Linked DNA regions of Pan troglodytes: region 1 is linked to region 2. Evidence: chromatin contacts called from public capture Hi-C data. All regions are on one chromosome and are shown on one strand. Each heading gives the region's core, a stretch centred on a gene start, on an enhancer-like site or on the middle of the called end of the contact. The rest is flanking DNA. Distances are from core to core; before and after follow the strand shown.

What was found. Capture Hi-C pulls out chosen DNA fragments and counts their contacts.
Region 1: a contact with region 2 is called in a capture Hi-C map of stem cell-derived neural stem cells, with 2.9 times the contacts expected there. The contact joins two enhancer-like sites. A contact is called at or near these places in 3 of 7 Hi-C or Micro-C datasets (induced pluripotent stem cells and stem cell-derived neural progenitor cells) and 1 of 1 other capture datasets (stem cell-derived neural stem cells).

The regions. Positions count from the first base shown.
Region 1 is chr9:127,081,330-127,086,133 of NHGRI_mPanTro3-v2.0_pri, forward strand. All of the region lies in intron 2 of PKNOX2 (PBX/knotted 1 homeobox 2), which reads left to right. Among named protein-coding and RNA genes, the nearest start is that of PKNOX2, 27 kb to the left of the region's middle. Within about 2 kb of position 3,437, at least 4 of the 24 cell types and tissues checked have an H3K27ac peak or open chromatin away from gene starts, as enhancers often do. A contact at or near this core is called in stem cell-derived neural stem cells, where this site is marked.
Region 2 is chr9:127,034,776-127,039,828 of NHGRI_mPanTro3-v2.0_pri, forward strand. SLC37A2 (solute carrier family 37 member 2) reads left to right here. Exons shown (of 18, transcript XM_508843.8): 18 at 1-605. Among named protein-coding and RNA genes, the nearest start is that of TMEM218, 9.9 kb to the right of the region's middle. Within about 2 kb of position 1,511, at least 9 of the 24 cell types and tissues checked have an H3K27ac peak or open chromatin away from gene starts, as enhancers often do. A contact at or near this core is called in stem cell-derived neural stem cells, where this site is marked.

The DNA of each region.
Region 1 (4,804 bases), core at 2,187-4,686, 48 kb after region 2:
ACTGGACAGAACAGAAAGGCCTATGACTAACACCTTCATGGAGCACGGATGGACAGACTGCCCAGCAGGGTCTCTGAGCTAAGCCAGGTACCAATGGGCTAAATACAGTTTCCTTCCTCTATCCTCTTCCTCCTTCTCCTCCCTGACGTCTTCTTAGGTTAACCATGATGGAGCTGACAGCTCTTTCATCTCAGTGAGTTCAAGCATGCAAATCCAAGAACAATCTGCCTCAAAGTAGACTGCTTACCCTTTATTATGATGTGATGGAAAAACACTTTTCTTAATGGTTTCTAAATGGTTAAACTTTTTGAAATAGTTATTCCACACCATTCTCTTGTTTGATCTGGAGATAATGGGTGTGGAATAACTAGTTCAAAACTAAAATTTTTTTTTTAAGACAGGGTCTTGCTCTGTCGCCCAGGCTGGAGTGCAATGGCGTGACCTCAGCTCACTGTAACCTCCACCTTCGGGGTTCAAGTGATTCTCCTGCCTCAGCCTCTTGAATAGCTGGGACTATAGGCACTGGCCACCACGCTTCGCTAATTTTTGTATTTTTAGTAGAGATGGGGTTTTGTCGTGTTGGCCAAGCTAGTCCCAAACACCTGGCCTCAAATGATCCACCTGCCTCAGCCTCCCAAAGTGCTGGGATGACAGATGTGAGCCACCATGACAGGGCTATAATCCCTGTTTTCAAGTTGACACTGAGTAAGTCACAGCCTTGCCCATGCTACCTAGTGAATTATGTGAGGATTAGTCCCCTGGGCATTCGGACCTTCTGGCTGAGTTCTTCCAGCCTCCGATTGTTTCTCATATTTGATTAACGTTCACATCGTTTTTAAAAAAGGAAGAATATTTCCCCAGACATCTAATATTGACCTACATTATTTATATCATAGTGTAACCCAAAAAGTACAAACCAAAAATAGGTATAACTTCCCAATGTTTGTAGCTCCATTATAACTAAGAATTAATTGAATACTAACAAAATTCTAAAGCAAAAAATTTTTAAGTTAACCATATTAGTCCAATTTGAACCATTACGTTGTTTTCCTGAAACGAAAGCATTGCTGTGGATGGGCCTGTGGCCATGGCTGCTCTGTGGCAGGCTGTGCCTCCGTGGGCTCGCCATTCCTCCCTAGTCCAACTCCTGCAGAACCTTCGTTTCTCTAAAACACCGTGACACCGGTGGGCCTGCCCTTGCCACAGATACATCATTGAAGGGGTGAAGCTGCCTCTGTCTTTTGCCCTTTCAAAGTTCATTCCTTCCTAAGGAAAAGGCAATTAGCAATTCTTATTAAACCTGGCTTTCCTTCATGAACCATGGTGGAATTAACCCTTTGCATCATGGGACATAATTAATCATTTCTAGATTTGGGATCTTTTTTTAAAAAGTGATCAGATATTCCTCTTTGGGCAGGGGGTGTAAAGGGGGAAGATAAATACTGAAGAATTCAATTTTGCTGTGTGAAGGCCTCGTCTCTGACAAGTAGTTAATCTATTTGTTGATACTGTGAGAGGAGAGGCTCCAGCAGGGAGAAAATTAAAAAACGCTCAGCGCCAGTTGCTACTCTGATGAATCTCATCCAATTATTTAACAGGACACTGCTTGCTGGGTGTACCTTTTTTTTATTGTTTTAATTTTATTTTGTTCTCTATTATGTGTCATATCATCATAAAAGTTTTCTGGATTAAGAAACCCTTTCAGTCTGCCCTTTTTCATTCGGCCACCATTGATTTTTTTTGCTTCTGTGTTCGTAACTGAGTTTGAAATTAATGTAGGATTATTATTGATTTATGTATTTATTTATTTTCTTTCCTCTTGGAATGTAGCATCTTAGAGGCTGGATTCTGAATAGAATTTGAAAGAGCATCCGCTGCAGGAGGAGAGTTTTAGGTTAGGGAAGTATTGTTCAGAGTTGTATGAACGGGGAAAGACTGGAGAAGAGTGTTAGTTACACTCCTCAGAAGGACTGAGGCAAGCTGCTCTCCCCGGGGAGAACATTCTTATTGGTTTAGTTTAGGCCTCGCTAGCCTCCAAGACTCGCGTGGATGTAGAAAAAAGGCAGTTTTTCCTCTGGGGGAGTCGCTCTGATCTTGCCGGATTCTGGTTCACTCCTAAAGGCACTGGCAGAGATGAAGTTTTGGCCAAGCTCCCCCATGGCCCAGTGTGCCTGCAAACGATGCTGCTCTCCTAACCCCAGCTACAGTTGGGACACACTGATCGGACCTGGGCATGGGTAAAGCTCCATGGTATGTTGTAAGTCACCGACCTCTGAGGTCTATAAGGGTTCCCTGGCCTCACCCAATTTGTGACATAAGCCTTGTGGTTATCACCCCAATCCCTTGGACCCAGGGATAGGGATGCCAGACAAAATACATGCTAGCCAGTCAAACTTGAATTTCAGATAAATGATGAATGATTTTCAAAATGTTAGTGTAGTGTATCCCGAAGATCGCAAGAGACAGATGTATGGCTCTGTTCCTCTCCACCCTGCTCTTCACACACACTCAGAGTCAGAGGCTTGCCCCCTGCTCCATTTTCCCTTGAAGCCTCTAACCTTCAGCAACCTTGATTCCTTCTTCCTTCAGTCTCCTTGCCTCCAGCCGGGAAGCCAGCCTCCCCCCTGCTCAGCACTGCTGCTGATGCTTACAGGCTAGGGGAAGGGTCCACGTGGAGGCCCTGGCCTCAGGCCCCCCGCCCCACTCCAGTTCTTGGCCCCAGCGCTGTTCTGTGTTTGAGGAGCCTGTGGGCCTTGGTCTCAGATCTTTCCACACTCCACCCCACCTTCACCCAGACAGCTGTCCCTTGGCCCGCCTGCGCACCTGCCGTGTGGTCTGGAACAGGGAGGGTGTTCCTGGAGAAAAGCCTTTGTGGGCTCTCTGAAAAGCCCAGGGTCAGGCAGAGACCCAGCATGGGTCCCAGTGCAGCCCCGCTGTGGTTCTGGAGAGGCTGTGTGGCCACTGCTTCTGGATTTCTTCATTCTCCTTCAGAGGGTCCCGTGAAGACCAAGGCATCGGCTGGTTTACCCTCACTGCTGCGTCCCTCCTTTCGCCCTCCTTCCCCACCTCAGCTACCATCTCCCTTCCTCTATCCGGGACAGGATGTAGGGTTTCCATTCCCTTGAACACACAGGTCACTGGGGCGGAGGGGAAGTCACCAAATTTAATTTAACAAAATCTTCACAACCCAACAGCTTCAGTGTAGTGTGTTCCTAAGGCGACAGAGGAACAGATAGAAGGAAGAAACGAGCGTGGGGAGAACCATTGTTATTTGGGAAAGAATTCAACCAGTTTTCACTCCCTTCCCCCTCCCCCCTGCTTTGGGCAGAATTCAGCTAGTTATTTTCCAATCCGGTTGTGTGTATAGACACACCACAGCTTCTTTGATCCCTGCCTTTCCTCCTAATAGACAAACTGCTGCCAAAGCTTCCAGCTTCTTTCTCCATGGTGACCAAGCCCCTCATTTCCATTTAATCTCAGCCTCCACCTCCCCTGTACCGCACCCCCTCCTTCATGTGGAGCTGGTTATTTCCTTTCTCTTCTCTCATTTCTCTCCCCTTCCCCCAGCAGTTCACAATCCTCTTCAAAGTTTCAGGAGTAAATATCAATGTGTCATGGTTCCTTCCTTTCTCCCCGACCTGCCTCTTTCTACTCTCTACCCCTTTTCTCTGGTGGCTCCCAAATCTTTGCTCTTCTTGGCTCTTCAAACACATTCCTCTTAGTTCCCCCTCAAACTCCCTTTCTTGCTCCAGTCTCTGGCCTAAGAGATGTGAAGATGCAGAGGAGGGAGGCAGGAGGGACGGGCCTCCCACTTCCCTACTTCCTTTCAGCAGATCCCTGAAGAAAAGAGGCGGAAGGAACTAGGAATGGGATGAATTGGGTTCTTGCCAAGGGGCCCTCCCTCCCCTCCCTCCTCTGTCTCTGGGCTCTGCCTGCACTCGGATTCACGCGGGAGAAGATGAATCTGCAGCAGCAGCCCCTGCCAGTCTCCCACAGCCAGGGTGGCCAAGCCCTCAGGGCTCTGCAGGACAATCCTCGGCGTCTGCTGCTGCTGCTGCTGCTGCTGCTGCTGGAACCTTCTCAGGGTGTCCTCTGCTGGCAGGCAGGCTTCGCACACAGGTGAGCAGAACTCACCACCAGTGAGAAAGCTGGCCGTCTCACACCTTGGCTAGTTTGTGAAACCCAACTCATTCCACCAATGTTGCCTCATGGACTGGCTTTGGAAATTCCATTAATAGCTCCTCTCTGGCCTTGAAGCCTTGCTACCCTAATCCATCAATGACCATTTCACAACCGGGGAATGACATCTGTCCATGTACTCACTTTTTATGGTCCGGTCCTTTACAGCCTACACACATTCTTCCCAAAGATCTCTTACTTGGTCCTCATGATAATGAAATTCCAACTGTGCAGAGGGAAACTGAAGCTTGCAGAAATTAAATATATTCACCAAATATCTGAACAAAGAAGTCATCGGTGGAGCCAGGGCAAGAACCCAACTCATCCCATTCCTAGTTCCTTCCGCCTCCTTTCTTCAGGGGTCTGCTGGAAGGAAGTATGGAAGCGGGAGGCCGCACACTCTGGCACAAGGCAAAGGGGTTAACAGGAGTGCGTTGACTTTAGTCCTTCTGCCAAGTCCCCTCACATCCAATTTACATTGTTATACAATGCTGATCTGTACCATTCTTGTTAATGTTTCTTTATAGATGTTTTAGTTATGTCTGTCCCATATGTGCGTCTGACTTTTTTCATAGAATCTGAGCTAGCTCCTTGCTGCACTACTACCCCGGGAATCAGAACAGGT
Region 2 (5,053 bases), core at 261-2,760:
CCCCGGTGCGGGATCCACTAGGTGAAGCCAGCTGGGCTCCTGAGTCTGGTGGGGACGTGGAGAGTCCTTATGTCCCGCTCAGGGATTGTAAACACACCAATCAGCACCCTGTGTTTAGCTCAAGGTTTGTGAGTGCACCAGTCGACACTCTGTATCTAGCTGCTCTGGTGAGGCCTCGGAGAACCTTTATATCTAGCTCAGGGATTGTAAATACACCCATCGGCACTGTGTATCTAGCTCAAGGTTTATAAACACACCAATCAGCACCCTGTGTTTAGCTCAAGGTTTGTGAGTGCACCAATCAACACTCTGTATCTAGCTGCTCTGGTGGGGCCTTGGAGAACCTGTGTGTCGAAGCTCTGTATCTAACTAATCTGATGGGGACGTGGAGAACCTTTGTATCTAGCTCAGGGATTGTAAACGCACCAATCAACGACCTGTCAAAACAGGCCACTTGGCTCTACCAATCAGCAGGATGTGGATGGGGCCAGATAAGAGAATAAAAGCAGGCTGCCCGAGCCAGCATTGGCAACTCGCTCGGGTTCCCTTCCACACTGTGGAAGCTTTGTTCTTTTGCTCTTTGCAATAAATCTTGCTACTGCTCACTCTTTGGGTCCACGCTGCTTTTATGAGCTGTAACACTCACCGCGAAGATCTGCAGCTTCACTCCTGAGCCCAGCGAGACCACGAGCCCACCGGGAAGAACGAACAACTCCAGACGTGCTGCCTTAAGAGCCGTAACACTCACTGTGAAGGTCTGCAGCTTCACTCTTGAGCCAGCGAGACCACGAACCCACCAGAAGGAAGAAACTCCAAACACATCTGAACATCAGAAGGAACAAACTCCAGACGTGCCACCTTAAGAGCTGTAACACTCACCGCGAGGGTCCGCGGCCTCATTCTTGAAGTCAGTGAGACCAAGAACCCACCAATTCCGGACACACCAGGACCACCAAGTGGGTAGGTTAAAGCTCATGACAGTGGGCACTCCTGAAGGGGATGCTCATGATATTGATGATGTGTGGGCAAACGGGGAGCTTAGAGCGCCACGCAAGATAAAAGCCTTGCATTTCCTGGGACGTTGTGGGCTGGTGCATTAGCCAGATACACACCCTTCCACACTGAAGCAGGCTGCACAGCGCCAATGGCAACAAACAAGGAAGGCTCCTCCTGCCTGCAGTCACTTCAGCTCTGAGCGCAGGAGTCAGCCAGGGGCCTCCAACTCCTCAGCCCACAGGGGCAAGAGCTATACTCTGGCCTTATGTTCAGCATTCAGGAAAGCTGCTCTCTGCTGCTCTTTGACATTGAGAATGAAATGAAATGAAATTAGTTATTCATTTAACTTCACATTTGGTCTCAATTAAGCTCAAAATGTTCTTCCTTAGAGATGCTCCAATAGCACTTGTAATTAAGGAGTTTAAGGAGAAGCTGTGTTGCTTCTATGAGCCACTAGATGGTGACCCAATCCCATCATACAGCCCAGGGTGGGCTGTGGTTCCATCCTGCTTCCCGGAAGAGAGACAGGAGCCGAGGCCTCTTGACTTTTCAGACTTTCAGCTTGCTTTGTGCTTCAGAGGGCAGGGGAAGAGGAATGGTTCTCTCAAGGTCTTCTCTTCCCCAGCTGCACTGCTTACTAACTTTAAGCCTGTTTCATCATCAGGAAAATGGTGACATTATCTACCTCATAGGATTGGTATGAAGGGAGACACATACTCAACACACTCCTGCCCTTGAAGAACTTGTCTAGTTAGGGGATAAATAGGAAAACACACGGAGACAGTGACTCCAGGTGAGAGCTATGCTGTTCATTAGTCCAGCCATGCAGGAACACGGCTGGCAGAAGGGCGATTCCAGGGGCAACGGGAAGAGTCCTTCTTCCTTATGAAGGCAGAATTCTGAGGACTTGGATGACTCATTTGATAAGGTAGTGAGGGGTAATGGTAAAGGGAGGAAGTTAACATGAATACTTATCCAACTCCTAGGATGTTAGGCCTTAGAGACTGAAACTGAACAAATGGCATTGGCTCCTACCAGCAGGTAAGTGTGGCACTAGACACATGCAAAAGGCATTGTGCGAGCTCAGGGTCTGGCCTCAGAAATGAGGACTTAGGCTGTGGGTAGGGAGTTGGAAAAATTACTGAAGGTTGGGGGAACCCCAGCACTGAGATCGGCCTGTCTGCACCCATCTCCCAGGTCCCAGGTTACTGGCCCTGTTTGGGCAGCTCTGGGCGCAGCCTGTTCACCACAGGCCTGGTACCTGCCTTCTCCCTGGGCCTCAGCACTCACTCACACGCGGCTAATGTAGGAGCATTATGTTAATTAGTTATTCATTTAATTTAACTTCACATTTGGTCTCAATTAAGCTTAAAATGTTCTTCCTTATAGATGCTACAATAGCACTTGTAATTAAAAAGCAGTAACTCTTTGTGTTTCTCCCTTAGAGATCCACTGGGAGGCTGGGCGAGTGTGTGTGGGGTGGCTGGGGGAGGAGGAGGAGGAGGCAAGAGGCAAAGAAAAGAAAGGGAAAGAAGCTCTTGGTCGGTCCTAGCACCATGAGGCCACCACTAAGACTGAGGCTGGCAGGAGGAACTCAACACATCCTGGGTGTCTGAGTGGGGGTGGGAGAGTTGCTGTTGGGAATCCTGAGAAGTGACAAAGGAGCAGACCTCCTACTGAAAGGTGTGGGGGTAGGGAGGATGGCAGATGGGGGTGGAAGGAGGCAATGCTTAGGGGAGAAGGGGCCCTATATTCTGTGATAGGTACAATGTGCCCCCATAAGATGTCCACATCCTAATTTTCAGAACCAGTGAGTGTTACCTTACATGGCAAATGAGATTTTGTATATGTGATTAAGGATCTTGAGATGGAAAGACTGATGGGGTAGACCCAGTGGAATCACAGGGCTCCGGATGAATCACAGAGGGAGGCAGGAGTGTTGGGGATTGGCAGATGCTGCTCTGCTGACCTTGAAGACTGAGGAAGGGTCCACCAGCCAGGGGGACGGGGGCGGCCTCTAGAAGGTAGAAAAGGCAAGGAAATGGGTTCTCTCGAGGCTCCAAAGCCTTTCCTTTACCCCCTGAAACCCATTTCTGGTTTCTGACCTCCGGAGCGATAAATGTGAATTGTTCAAAACCAGTAAGTCTATGGCAATCTGTTACAACAGTAATAGGAAATTGATAATATTCCCAGTGTAAAACTGGGGTATGACCAATTTAACGGCAGGAAAATAACCACAGGCAAACAAAAGAAATCTCCAGAGCTTAAAACAAGTGAAGGGGCTGGCCTCATAGCATTTAGGCACAGCATAAGGGCTACTGTGTGACCACCTCACCCAAGAGTTCTCCGAGGGCAGGACTTGGACCAAATGCACAGACTATATCATCTCTGGCATGATGTGATGTAAACCATTAAAAACACACTTTCTCATTCTGTCTGTGGCACTGAGCCTGATTTCGATCCCAGCTCTCATTTCTTTGGTGGCAGGAAACTGAGAAAAGAGGGTAGGGGGGGTAGGGACTCAGAAATTTTTTTTTTTTTTTTTTGCATAAACAGTCACCACCAATAATCTGCTAGGGACAGAGATCAAGTAGAAAACAAAACAAAAATTCCTGGTGTGTGGCTTTGATTCTGCCATTGGCACCTCTGAAAACTGGCCCAAGTCTCAACATTCCAGCTGGATGGTGCTTACAAGAGAGGTGGCAGTGTTCTCGAAACTTGAAAACATAGTCTACTAGCAGCTCAGCTGTTTAGTATCTCTGAGCAAGGGGACAACCAAAGTCTAACAGCAGAGACCTGCCAGAAACACTGGGCTAACGGGTGAAGCTATCTCTGAGGCCTGCGTGTCTGTTCACGCTTTTCCCCAGACTCCTGCTCAATTCCTAAGATTCTGGTTTTTCCACCAGACTCAGCTACTTTTCCTTGGTATTTCTGTCAAGTGGATTTGCACTGCCTGCCCTTGTCCCTCCTTTTCCTTCGAGTTTATCCTATGGAGCAACGCTCTATAACAGACAGTAGTCAGGCTCTTAGACTCTACAGCCAAACTGCCTGACTTTGGATCCTGACTCCTGTTTACGCCTACCAGCCCGTGCCTGTTCCCCATCTGTGAAATGGGGATATTAAGAGTACCTACTTCATAGGGCCGATATGAGGGAGACATAATACTTACAACACACTTAGAAAAATGCCTAGCACGTGTTTGCTAAATGTAACAAAAATTGTTATTTTGACATGTGGAACCCTAGACTTATTTCCAAGTATTGGGATGGAACTAGAGATTAAAGGTTGAACTTTATGAACTATAAAATCTCTTCCAATCCTGAGTTCTTATGCTCCTATGAGGATAATCAACACTTTTCTAGATTCGTTTCCATACGGTTCTGATTCTCACATCTGGAAATTCATTTCTATGTAACAGCCAGATACTTAAAGGTTTAAGCAAAGGGATTATGATTGAATGTTTGTTATTCGTACTAAAATGATCATTAGAATCCTTTAATGAAACTTTTACCTTTTTGGATATGTGTTAGGAAAATGTCAGGTACAAATAGCTAAGAAACAGTATTAACCAATGTAAAAATAAGGAGTTACTTGAAAGTCAAAAGTGATCTTTCAACTATTTGAGAAATGAGATGTCAGGAATCCTGATGTCAAGTTGGAGCCCCACTTCTAATTAACTGTGAAACTTTTTAAATCCCTTGTCCTCTCTGCCTGTTTCTCATCTGTAAAATAATCACAGCAGGTTTCTTTACACATTGAGCAAAAAATAAACCAGAAACACTTCAACTGCAACAACCATGAAATAGAGTTGATACTAAAGTTTCTGTTAAATAACAGAACAAAAAATGGATTGCTTTATGTTAGAATAAAAACATTTAAAAATAAATTGGATGCCCTCCTTCCACGAAGGAGTGAGGAGGACAGTCTAGACACCTTACAGCCTAGTTCTTTGATGGGCTTACTCCACCAGGACTAGTGCTTTACACCCTACGGGCACACAATATATGCTGAATGAATGGCAGGATTCGAGAATGAATGGCTATGTACTCCCTAGTCC